Regions from separate parts of the Mus musculus genome. Here all the other regions are linked to region 2. The links are chromatin contacts, called in public Hi-C maps. All regions are on one chromosome and are shown on one strand. Each heading gives the region's core, a stretch centred on a gene start, on an enhancer-like site or on the middle of the called end of the contact. The rest is flanking DNA. Distances are from core to core; before and after follow the strand shown. Region 1 overlaps Fggy (FGGY carbohydrate kinase domain containing). Region 2 overlaps Gm12694 (a long non-coding RNA gene). Region 3 overlaps Fggy (FGGY carbohydrate kinase domain containing).

The links. A called contact is a pair of places that touch in the nucleus more often than the background predicts.
Region 1: a Hi-C map of liver shows a contact between it and region 2, with 3 times the contacts expected there. The contact joins two enhancer-like sites. A contact is called at or near these places in 2 of 15 datasets of contacts at CTCF or cohesin (large pre-B cells and pro-B cells), 3 of 484 Hi-C or Micro-C datasets (bone marrow-derived macrophages, embryonic stem cells and liver), 2 of 115 datasets of contacts at active chromatin or transcription factors (double positive thymocytes and kidney) and 1 of 9 other capture datasets (adipose tissue).
Region 3: a contact with region 2 is called in a Hi-C map of bone marrow-derived macrophages, with 24 read pairs. The contact joins two enhancer-like sites. A contact is called at or near these places in 2 of 15 datasets of contacts at CTCF or cohesin (the NIH/3T3 cell line and pro-B cells), 15 of 484 Hi-C or Micro-C datasets (bone marrow-derived DN2 thymocytes, bone marrow-derived macrophages, cerebral cortex and 9 more) and 7 of 115 datasets of contacts at active chromatin or transcription factors (the NIH/3T3 cell line, Th2 cells, a beta-TC-6 cell line and 4 more).

What each region holds. Positions count from the first base shown.
Region 1 is chr4:95,584,912-95,588,347 of GRCm38.p6, reverse strand. It overlaps Fggy (FGGY carbohydrate kinase domain containing), which reads right to left. Exons shown (of 16, transcript NM_001113412.1): 2 at 2,901-3,116. The coding sequence starts at 3,104. Among named protein-coding and RNA genes, the nearest start is that of Fggy, 29 kb to the right of the region's middle. Within about 2 kb of position 1,942, at least 9 of the 459 cell types and tissues checked have an H3K27ac peak or open chromatin away from gene starts, as enhancers often do. A contact at or near this core is called in liver, where this site is marked.
Region 2 is chr4:95,003,862-95,007,573 of GRCm38.p6, reverse strand. All of the region lies in intron 2 of Gm12694 (a long non-coding RNA gene), which reads right to left. Among named protein-coding and RNA genes, the nearest start is that of Gm12694, 27 kb to the right of the region's middle. Within about 2 kb of position 2,138, at least 11 of the 459 cell types and tissues checked have an H3K27ac peak or open chromatin away from gene starts, as enhancers often do. A contact at or near this core is called in liver, where this site is marked.
Region 3 is chr4:95,901,546-95,905,041 of GRCm38.p6, reverse strand. The region is part of intron 14 of Fggy (FGGY carbohydrate kinase domain containing); the gene reads right to left. Among named protein-coding and RNA genes, the nearest start is that of Hook1, 64 kb to the left of the region's middle. Within about 2 kb of position 1,906, at least 1 of the 459 cell types and tissues checked has an H3K27ac peak or open chromatin away from gene starts, as enhancers often do.

The sequences.
Region 1 (3,436 bases), core at 693-3,192, 580 kb before region 2:
GTCTAGATCAGAGCATCACTAGGGCTCAATGGCCAGCCAACATAACCTTCTAGGTGAGCTCAGGCCCCTGGGAGAGACTCTGTCTCAAAAAGGATATGGATGGATCCTAAGAACTGACATCCCAGGTTGTCATCAAGCACATACACACTGCATATACGCTCACACACGTACACCTGTGCACACAACCAAGCATACCTGTACACACATGCACATACATGCATGCCTGTATGCAAATGTGCACCCATATGAACATGTGCATAACATATGCATAAATGCATATATACAAACATAAAAATAAGAGCAATTAACAAATGACCATTGGATATATGATGATTCTTTCAGCTTATCTTTTTCCCAGTGGAAATCTAAAAACTTGTGATGTTTCCTTGATACAGTAGACCCAAAAAGCACACTTTAAGATATGGGATTGTATGTGTCTCCTAGGACTTGCGTGTTTCCAGAGAACGTTTTAGCTGTATTGAGTACTGGCCTAATAAAAGCATACCAATTTTAAGGGCCCACATTTTCCCAGAAGCAGCAGCCTGGGAAAAGGCACGACCATGCAGTGCTTAGTTAACAAGGTAAGTTCCTGGCCCCACACAGTAGCAACCTACAACACCTCTAACTGCAAGCAGGACTCACAGGGAAGGGCTGAGGCTGGGGAGAAAGAGGCCTGAAGACCTGTCTCTGAGTCATCTTAAAAGCCCTTGTCTGAACTACTTCAAAGCCTTCTTTTTTCATCTTCATGAGAAGAAAAACTGTCCGCAAAGGTTGTTATAAGGACCAAGTGACGTGATGGGCACACAGTATTGAGCACACATCTAGCACATGGTCAATCAGCAACGAATATAAGCTGCTGACATCATCACCGCCTTGTCATTACTACTGTTACTCTTCTTACTAACTGGACTAGGGGAAAAACATCTCTCAGGAGGGAAAAAGAAAAAGAAAAAAGAAAGACAGTTCACCATTGTTCTCAAGATCTCTGCTTTCCGGAGCCACTGACGAAGCAAAGGCAGGCCAGGGTAGAAGAGGCAGCAGTTCAAGTCCTAGACCACTGCTTAAGGCTTCCACAGAAGGAGCCCTGGGCAGAGGGACGGGTGGACGTTTCCCAGAGGCATTCTCTCGCACCTGCATTTCTTCTCTTTTGTCTCAGAAATCCACTCCCTATCTGCTCACCTTGTTACCATGCCCACCACCGGCAACAGTGGTTGTTTAACCCCTGACACTGCTGGGACGTTTTATAAACTGTAATCACCACAAGAGTCTTCTGAAGTTGGGGACTCTCATTAATCTTCTTTTATTGAGAAGGAAACTGGGCAAGAAATGGTAATGAGTCCAAGATCACAGCTACACATTGCTAAGTCAGGGACTCCTACCCAGGCAGTTCAATTGCAGACTACTCCGAGTATCAAAAAGGCCTCCTTGAAGCTCCTCCTCACATGAGGTTGTGAGCAGACACATCACACTCCAGCACATCTCCATATACAATGTGTGAGGCACGACCTAAGGCCCATGGGCTTTCTGCAGCTCGGCTGCAGTGAGAGGTATTGGCTGAGCACTAATGCCCTGCACTTCTGTGGCTACCAGGGCTGACACAAATGATGAGCTGACCACCACTGGGAGATGATTAAAAGTCTGCCATTAAGCCAAGCTGTGCTGGAGTAGATCTGCTTTCAGGGAACTCTTCATCAGGGAACTATATTTTCTTCTTGACAATTTCCTTAATGGCAAGAGTGTTAGAAGAACAAAAGAGACCCAAGGGCAAAGAGCAGAAGATTTTGATGGAGGCAGAGACTGGGAGTGGGGAGAGAAGAGGAAAATTAAACAGGCAGAAGAGAAGATGACCTCTCTTTTATTTCTGCAGAGTGTCTGGGTAGCGCAACCCACCTCTCTGTGGTTTTCTCTGGGGCACTAACAGCTGCTCAGAGCTCATCAAAGTTTAACCAGACCAATCAATACAGAAAAAAATGGGTGACTGTCCAGCTGAAAATTACCAAGCACTTCATGAATATTTAAGGACCTCAACTAGAAACAGGGAGAAAGACCAGAACTCAGGGTTTCATTTTTTTTTTCCTTTTGGGGGATGGAAAGGGAGATAAAAGAATGTCTGTTGTTAATGATCACCAAAATATGAAGTCATAGTAATATCACAAACTAAAACTAATGATTGAGACATGAACTAGTCACAGCCAGCGTCACCTGCTTCCTTAAGACAGCAAGCCCAGGCTTATCACAGGCCACTCAAGATGAGCATGTGTGGGGCTCATATGAAGATGCTTTCTTAGAGCATGCCATAGTTTTCTGCCCCTCATTGTTTCTCCTACCCACAATGCACTGACCCTTGTGTGTCCAACTGGGAGGATACAGAGCTCATGGTTAATAGGAATCAGACGTTTAGGTTCTTGCCCTGCTGCTGCCAGTCACTAACTCCTGATGACCGGGTAAGCTGACCAGCACTCCACTCCCCATCTCCTCCTGGAACAAAATGACCTGGGGGCAGCATTAGTGCTAGCTGTAAGGCTAGTTCCACCAAGTTCCAAGGATTCACCACAGTATGTGCTAACACACTGGCATACAACAGAGACACACTGGGTGCCGCCATGACTCTTCCTTCCTCGTTTCCACAGCTCAGGCTTCCACATCGTCTGCACTGTCTTCGTTGCCACCATGCCCTGAGAGTCAGCTCTAGCTCTGTGAACTGGCTGCAGCAGTCCTCCCAGCACATTTCAGCTGTCTGTCACTCACAGTAAGGTTTGCTTCTGAAAGGCAAAGCCTACCCCACCCAGCCACATGCCTCCATTTACCTCTAATGCTTTGTGCAGACCGAGTACCCGCATACGAAACTGCTGAGCAGCGGGGGCATGCACAGGGAGGGGCTGCCGCGGTTCTGCTCTTACCTTTGTGACAAGGCAGCATGCCGCCCAGATATCCTCTGAGGACTGCTCGTGGTGGTTGAATTGAGGCTCCCACTTCTTAATTGGCTGCTCTGCGAAAGCCAAAAGGAGCCCTCTCTGGTCCACTAGAGCCGCACGGACACTACCTGTTCCCACATCGATGCCCACATAGTAGCGACTTGGTTCCTGGTCTCTGCCAGACATCATGGTCCCCTCTACCTGTGGTGGACAAGTGCAAAAGCCATGTGAAGACAAGCAGACCTGCTCAGACAGCCAAGAAATTCATTCTCCAAAGTGGGCAGAAAAGGGGAATCCAACTACCTAGCTGGGGGCTGTGTATTTATTTATTTAACTTCCCAAAGGTTTTATTGGCACTGAGCAAGGTGGTCAGAGAACAGGCACGCGTAGCACATTCTGTTCCCACTCCTGGATGGGCGTCAGAAATTAAGCACCTGATTACAATTTGACTTAAGCAACGCTGAGACAATAAGAGGGCAGAGGGGAGCAGAGATGGAGCCGGAGCCATAAGAGATGAGCAT
Region 2 (3,712 bases), core at 889-3,388:
CTTTCCTCTCACTAATTGTTATCACATGCATATATATGTAGACATATATACCTAAATGTAGCCTGTTCAGGCCATATAATGTTACTTGCATGTATGATTTCAGGGCTGACAATCTGGTACAGGAGAGTCAGTTGGTGTGCTCTTCCCTGGGGAAGATCATCTCCCTCTGAAATAGATCATTCTGGAGAAGCTGAAGATCCCATGGATTGGGTGAGAACTATTGTGCAGATTCGTGAGCTCGGCATTTTAATATGAGGTGTAGGATGGTAAATGAAAGTTCAGAAACCACGTCAGGAAGGATTTACTAAGACAGAACTGGGACCCATTACCAGGAGGGGAAAACTCAAGGAACATGCATTCAGTCCTTCCCTTGTGTGTTCATTGATGTTTACAGTGTTTGCTTATGTGCAGCCCTGTGTCAGGATTCCAGTGTTTACGTGTGTGGGGGCTTGTGTCCGGTGTGGAGGAGACAGCGATGCAGACATTACATGTGGTCTCATTAAACCTCATATAGAGAGGGTCAGAGAATAGCAGAAGTGTCTCATGGAGAATTATCTGTTCTCAGCAGGTTCATACAGAAGGACAGAACTCAAATGGACTGGAAGGGGTTGGCTGAACCGTGTGTGACACTGCGCTAGCACTGTCTGCTTAGAGACTAAAAGTCAGTGGGAAGCTTTCAGTGAGACTGAAAGTGGTGTTGGGTTGTGGTGGGACTTAACCCTCTTTCTACCCTTTGGGCCCAGAGTTCACTAGAAAGACTAACAATTGATATCGCCTCTCAGTTTTAGATAAGGACAGACAAAATTACAGCCATTGGTCTTTTGTTTTCTTTCTTGATCTTTTCTTTGTCTCTCAGTGATATTGTGGCCTTTTTTTTCCTTTTTTTTTTTTAATTTTCTTTTCTTTCTTTCTTTTTTTTTTTTTTTCTTCTTTTCTTTTTTTGAGACAGGGTTTCTCTGTGTAGCCCTGGCTGTCCTGGAACTCACTCTGTAGACCAGACTGGCCTTGAACTCAGAAATCCGCCTGCCTCTGCCTCCCAAGTGCTGGGATTAAAGGCGTGTGCCACCACGCCCGGCCTTTGTGGCCTTTTCTCTTCTGGTCACACAAGGTTCCTACAAACTTCGTCTTTTAACCATAAACTGTAAAGGACTGACATCAGAAATCTTGGGGGCAGGACACGAGCATTTTCTTTCCTATCACGTGTGGTGCTAGGGGTTGAGCCAGGGGCCTCATACGTGATGGGCGAGCATCCTGCCACTGACATGCATCCCCCCAGAATTTTTGTTCTTTACTTAAAAAAAAATTTGAACAGGGTGTTGCCAACTTGTCCAGACTGACCTTACACTCACCCTGTAAACCAAACAGCTTGAATGCACATGAAGCCCTGATAGGCATTGAACTTCTGATCCTTCTGATTCACTCAGGAGCTGGAACTACAGTCCTGCACTACCAGGCCTTGCTGGATCTTTCAAAGGTCCATCGTGAGACTTTCATTTCCATTGTAGATAACTGAAAAGCACAAAATAAGCTATAACAGCGTAGAAGGGCATCACCCAAATGACCATCACTGACATTATTTCCTACATTTGATTCCTCTGATTATAATTTATTTTATTTTTAAATACATATGATCAAGCCAAACCCTGCTATTTCATTTATGATTACTCAAAAGACATAGTTATATCAAGATCTTTATTACAACCATATTTAATCATATAGCTATTATATTATACTGAATAAATGCATCATACTTTATCTTTTCTCATATCTTGGACATTTCCAATATTTTGGTAGTATAAACAATGCTCAAATCTAAAACTTTCTATAAATATTTCAAATGTAAACAAATGTTGTGCACAAAGATGTTGGTTGTGACCTTTAATTTTCTACCTATCCCCTACCCCCAACATGCTCATGTCCTCTTGATCTTTATTGCACAATCCCAAGTCTCATGACGTGGCCTGAGCCATTCACTCTCTGGAATACTCATGAACTCCACTCATCTTTCTTAAAAGACGATCTTAAAAGCAAGCTCCATTGTTCTTTGCTTAGGACTGCTCCCTTCTCTGCTCTCTAAGACTTCTCGTCCTGGTCTCACCACCATTCTCTCTAATTGCTCTGTTAGATTGAGCAAAGCAAACATTTGGTTAATCATTTGGAAAATTGGTCATCACACTGCTGGCTGACTGGTATAATGGAGGTGGTCTAGTGTCAGAGCTAAAATCATTACTGAAGATAACACAGTTACTCATGCGTGTGTGTACAACCCGTCTACACGCTACCCTGTAAAGTCATTCTTTTTTTCTGTTTTTCTTTTTTTTTCTTTTTTTTTTTCTGGATGAATGTTCTTTGTTCTTGTAGGTTATAGCAAAGAAAGAACCCAGAGTCTAGGGCCCATTCTAATTCCACTCCCATATTCTACTAGATTTGGAGCAAAACTCTATGCTGGGCATCAAGTTGAGCTCTGAAAGTATACAACCAACCTAACAAGAAAGAGAGAGAGAGAGAGAGAGAGAGAGAGAGAGAGAGAGAGAGAGAGAGAGAGAGAGAGATTTGTATACAGAAGGCAAGCACACTAACAGAAAAGTGAAACAACCTGTATATGCATATGCCTATATGGCTACATAGGGTATTGGTTTAGGGAAATAAGGAATTAAACAAGACAAATGGTCCATATTGAAGAGACAGAAGAAACTGAGTGGAAGGGGAAGGGCAGAATTGAAATATGGAGGAGTATTTGAAGGTCAACAGATTGTCCCTGGGTGGAGCAGAGAGGAATGTATCAACCAGATAGCACAGAAAGGGACCTCCTTCAGGCATCAGAGTCATGCCATTGGGTGATATGAAGGTCAAAGTAAATAAGTCAAAAAATATGTGAAAACATGTAAAAAAAAAAGTTTAGGGTTATGGCCAAACTCACCTGCACCCAGCTAAAGGCAACTGCGCTACATCACAGCCCAGAATCACCAGTGCTTGTCTAAGGTCTCCCTGTAGCATGGACATTTGAAGTCCAGGAAACTACATCTTGCAAAATTTATATTCCCAGCATGCATTCATTTCCTAGAACTGCCATGACAAAATACCACAAGTTGTCCAATTAAGCAACAGGAATTTATTTTCCCACCGTCCTGGAGGCTAGAAGATGTAGATTAAAGGGTTAGCAGGGTGACTTCTTCTGACGCTTCTCTTCTCCTGTGCAAGAAGTCCTGCCTTCCATGCCATAGTCTAGAATGACACCGTATTTCTGGACTAAGGCCCACCTGACTCATTTCTTGCTACCTGTATTACCTTTTTAAAAGCCTTATTGGTGAATCCAGTCGCATTATGAGGTACCAGGGGATCAGGACTTCCCCATAGGGATTTCAGACGTATATTTCAACCTCTAACAATGAATTTCTGGATGACAGCCACACATTATTTCTATGATGTGTCACCTGACATAGAGGAGTCACTCAGTAAATAACCATTGAATCAGCCGTCGAGTCTCCAGATACTGTTAGGTATCCCTGTGTCTCCAAACACTCCCATCACCTGGGGAGCCTTCCCTCCCCCTCAGCACTTTGTCTCAGGGCCTTGTGTCCATGGGCAGAATCCTAAGCTTGCCCATCCTTTGTTCTTAACTGATAAGGAGAACCTCTACTCATCTGCCACAACGTGACTTAACTATCAGATTGTCAGAGAAGAAATGAGCATAGTTATGCAAAGTTACCTC
Region 3 (3,496 bases), core at 657-3,156, 900 kb before region 2:
CCTCATTTCGTTGAATCTCAATTTCTTCTTCAAGATGGAAAGTCTGAGCCAGAATGTTAGTTTTATTGATGAACGAATAAATGCTATAAATTATTGTGCCCCAGGTGTTGTGTTATGCACCATGGATATAATAGGGAACCAAGAATCTCTGCCTCACTATGCCTTCATTTAGGCTGGACCAAAGATACTATAGCAGAGACTAAGAGAGAGTGGAATCTAGTATATGGTATATCTACTAGTGTTATCATCTATAGGTCTTGTTTTGACAACCATTAACATTTCACAGCTTCCTGTCATATCTAGAAGACACTAGCAATGGACTTTTTCTATTTGGCTTTTTCTATCTTCATTTATTTAATCCCCTAGTCTTATGCCTAGGGATTGTAATATACCTTCAAAGATGCATCAACTGAGGCTGGCCACCCCAAAAGTCACTTATTTTTTGCATCTTGACTGGTTGTAGATCTCTGCAATATCCTCCATCAGTTGAAAAAAGAAGCTTTTTTGACGAAGGTAAGAGATACAATTATCTCTGTGTTTAATATTCACTTATTTTACTGTTCTAGATAAGACTTCAAGCACTATATTAGGTAGGAGTGAATAAATTGGAAAATCATTGTCTTGTTCTTGATTTTAATGGAAATGCTTTGAGTTTAGCATGGTGTTGGCTATGGGTTTGTTGTACATTGCCTTTATCATGTTGAGATATGTTCCCTGTATCCTTAAATACTCCAGATCTTTTATCACAAAGGGATGTTAGAGTCTGTCAAAGGCCCTTTTTGCATATAATGAGATGATCATGCTTTTTTCTTGAGTCTATTTATGTGGTGGATTACATTTATTGATTTATGCATGTGGAATCGTCCCTGCATTTCTGGGACAAAGCCAACATGACCATGGTGGATAATCCTTTTCATGTGTTCCTGAATTCAGGTTGCAAATATTTTATTGAGAATTTTCTATCTATGCTCATTGGAGAGATCAGACTATAGTTTTCTTTCTGGCTATTGTTGGATCTTTGTATGGTTTGGTGCTGGGGTAACCGTGGCTTCACAGAATAGAATGAGAAAGTGTCCTTTCCTGTTTTACAGAATGATTTGAGAAGTGTTAGCGTTAGATCTTCTCTGAAGGTCTAGTAGACTTCTGTGCTGAACCATTTGGCCATGAGCTTTTTTAGTTGGGAGATTGTTAATTAGCTTGTATCTCATTGATGCTGTGGATCTATTGAAATTAGTTATGTCATCTTGATTTAAGTTGGGTGGGTCATGTGCATCTAGAGGGTCGTCTTTTATTTTAGTTTAATTTTAAGGTTAGTAGATAGTTGATTTTTAACATGTGTACTTATGATTCTCTGGATTTCTCATTTCTGTTACAATTTTCTGTTCATTTCTAATTTTATTAATTTGAGTCTCCCCTCTTTTTCCTTTGGTTAACCTGGATAAAGTTTTGTCAATCTTGCTAATTTTTAAAGAACCAGCTTTTACTTCTGCTGCATCTGGCCTGTACCTTCAACTCTCCTGGGCTCTCTTCAAGGACTCTGACACTATCACATGGTGCCAAATGTCACTTGCTCCGTGGTCCCTTCAATCTTCAGTTTTCAACTGCAACTGTGGCTACACATTCAACAATGGCTTCTCTTGGTGCCAAGACAGAGCTTCTCTCTATTTCCCTTCATGCCTTGAAAAACATGGAAGACTCTTGCACATTACCAATTTCATCTGCCAGTAAAATGTACCTCCTTTGTCCCTTCTGGACCACAGCCTGCATGTGCTGACCCCGAGGAAACACTTCCCAGAAGATCCTGCCTCAGTGATGCTGGTCTTTTCTTAATCACCACCGATTTCTCAGGTCCAGCTAACCAGCATTGATTTCCCCAGCAAAGCAAAGCAAAGGTTTCACTAATGGATGTTTACTTAGGGATGGCTGGTGGTTGAGAATAAATAGATCATTTATGAGAGGAAAGATGGGGATGGAAGCTAAACGATTTAATGGAAACATTGTGGGAAATAGGAAACAAAGCTAACATAGCATATTGACCAGATTCTTGCCAGGAACTTGACATTACTGCAGTAAGCTTGAGAAAGTATTCACTAAAAAATTAGACACTGAGATGGGTAAGAGGACTCAGTGGGTAAAGGCGCTTGCCACCAAGGCTAACAACCTGAGTTCAGTCTCCAGGATCCACATGACTGAAGGAGAGAACTGACTCCTGAAAGTTGTCCTCTGACATTCACATGTGTGCCGTGGCACATGCATATTAAAATAAAGCAAACTGAAATTAAAAATAAACGAGAAAGAGTGGATTATGAAAGGAAATAAGAATTTGTAGACCAGGAACAGTAGGGAACCGTTTGTACCTCTTAGTTTGAAGAAGTGAAGGGAGAGAAAACAGGTTCCCACCACACAGAGATACTTGTCTGCATGAGACTACCTCTGTAGTAGGTGAGGCAGTAAATGGATGCAGCCAACTTATAGTAACCCTGCAGAGGATGCTGGAATAATAATAATAATAATAATAATAATAATAATAATAATAACAACAACAACAACTCTAGCTTTCTGCTTGTGTCTCCTAATGGCCAACCCCAAGTAGACAACAAGAATAAGGGTGCCCGCCCTGCGTGCTGGTGATTGACATGTAGTTACAGAAGTCTGCCTTATGCTTCATGTGCAGTCTCTCATCCTGGTCCAGGGTTAAGAGTGATGGGGAAACAGATGACATTCAGAATGAATGCACACATGAAAGAGGACAGATGAGTGGGAAGAGATGAAACCAAAATGATTCTCAGGAAATCCTTCAGCCCTTTAGAGTCAAGCACGCCAAGACCCAAAGAATGCCATGGTTTTCTTGAGGCAGCAGGCTTAGTCATAACGTCAGGAAGCAGGCCTGACAAGCTTGACAGCACTTTCTACCTACTGCTCCACATACAGTGATTTAGTGGAATGGCAAGGGAAGGGTACCTTAATGCTCATTTAAGCATGTACCTGAAGGTGAAGCACTACCAGAACTTCCTTCGTTCAATGTGTAAACTCCTGAACACTGAGAAGCCAGGACTCAGCAGGCTGTGAAGAAGGTGAAAACAGAGTCATGTTCTACTCCGTACCTCACAGTATGTTTGCTTTAATCTCAAGGCAGTACCTGGGTAGCTAAAATTGTCCCCCTAGTTCTTCTGGTTTGGGCAGGAAGGGTAGAGAGGATATGGCAGACCCTAACCAGAGTCTTCAGGGACCTGTCTTCCTTGTCAAATTGTATTCATTCTAAGAACATGAACTACGAAGCTGAGAATGTGGGCAGAACCCAGGAAGTACTAGTGATAGCTAGGTGAGCATCCCCAGGTGCACTGAGATTCCAAGGACGCACAGGCACTAAGAGATGATGTTGCAGAGCATGTATCTATCCAAGGAGGAAACAGACTGAGGTTGAAGGACATGGGCTGAAGTAACACCGGAAGAGTGACAAAGGCACTGCTTAGGTAGGATCTAGGGACCTAACATC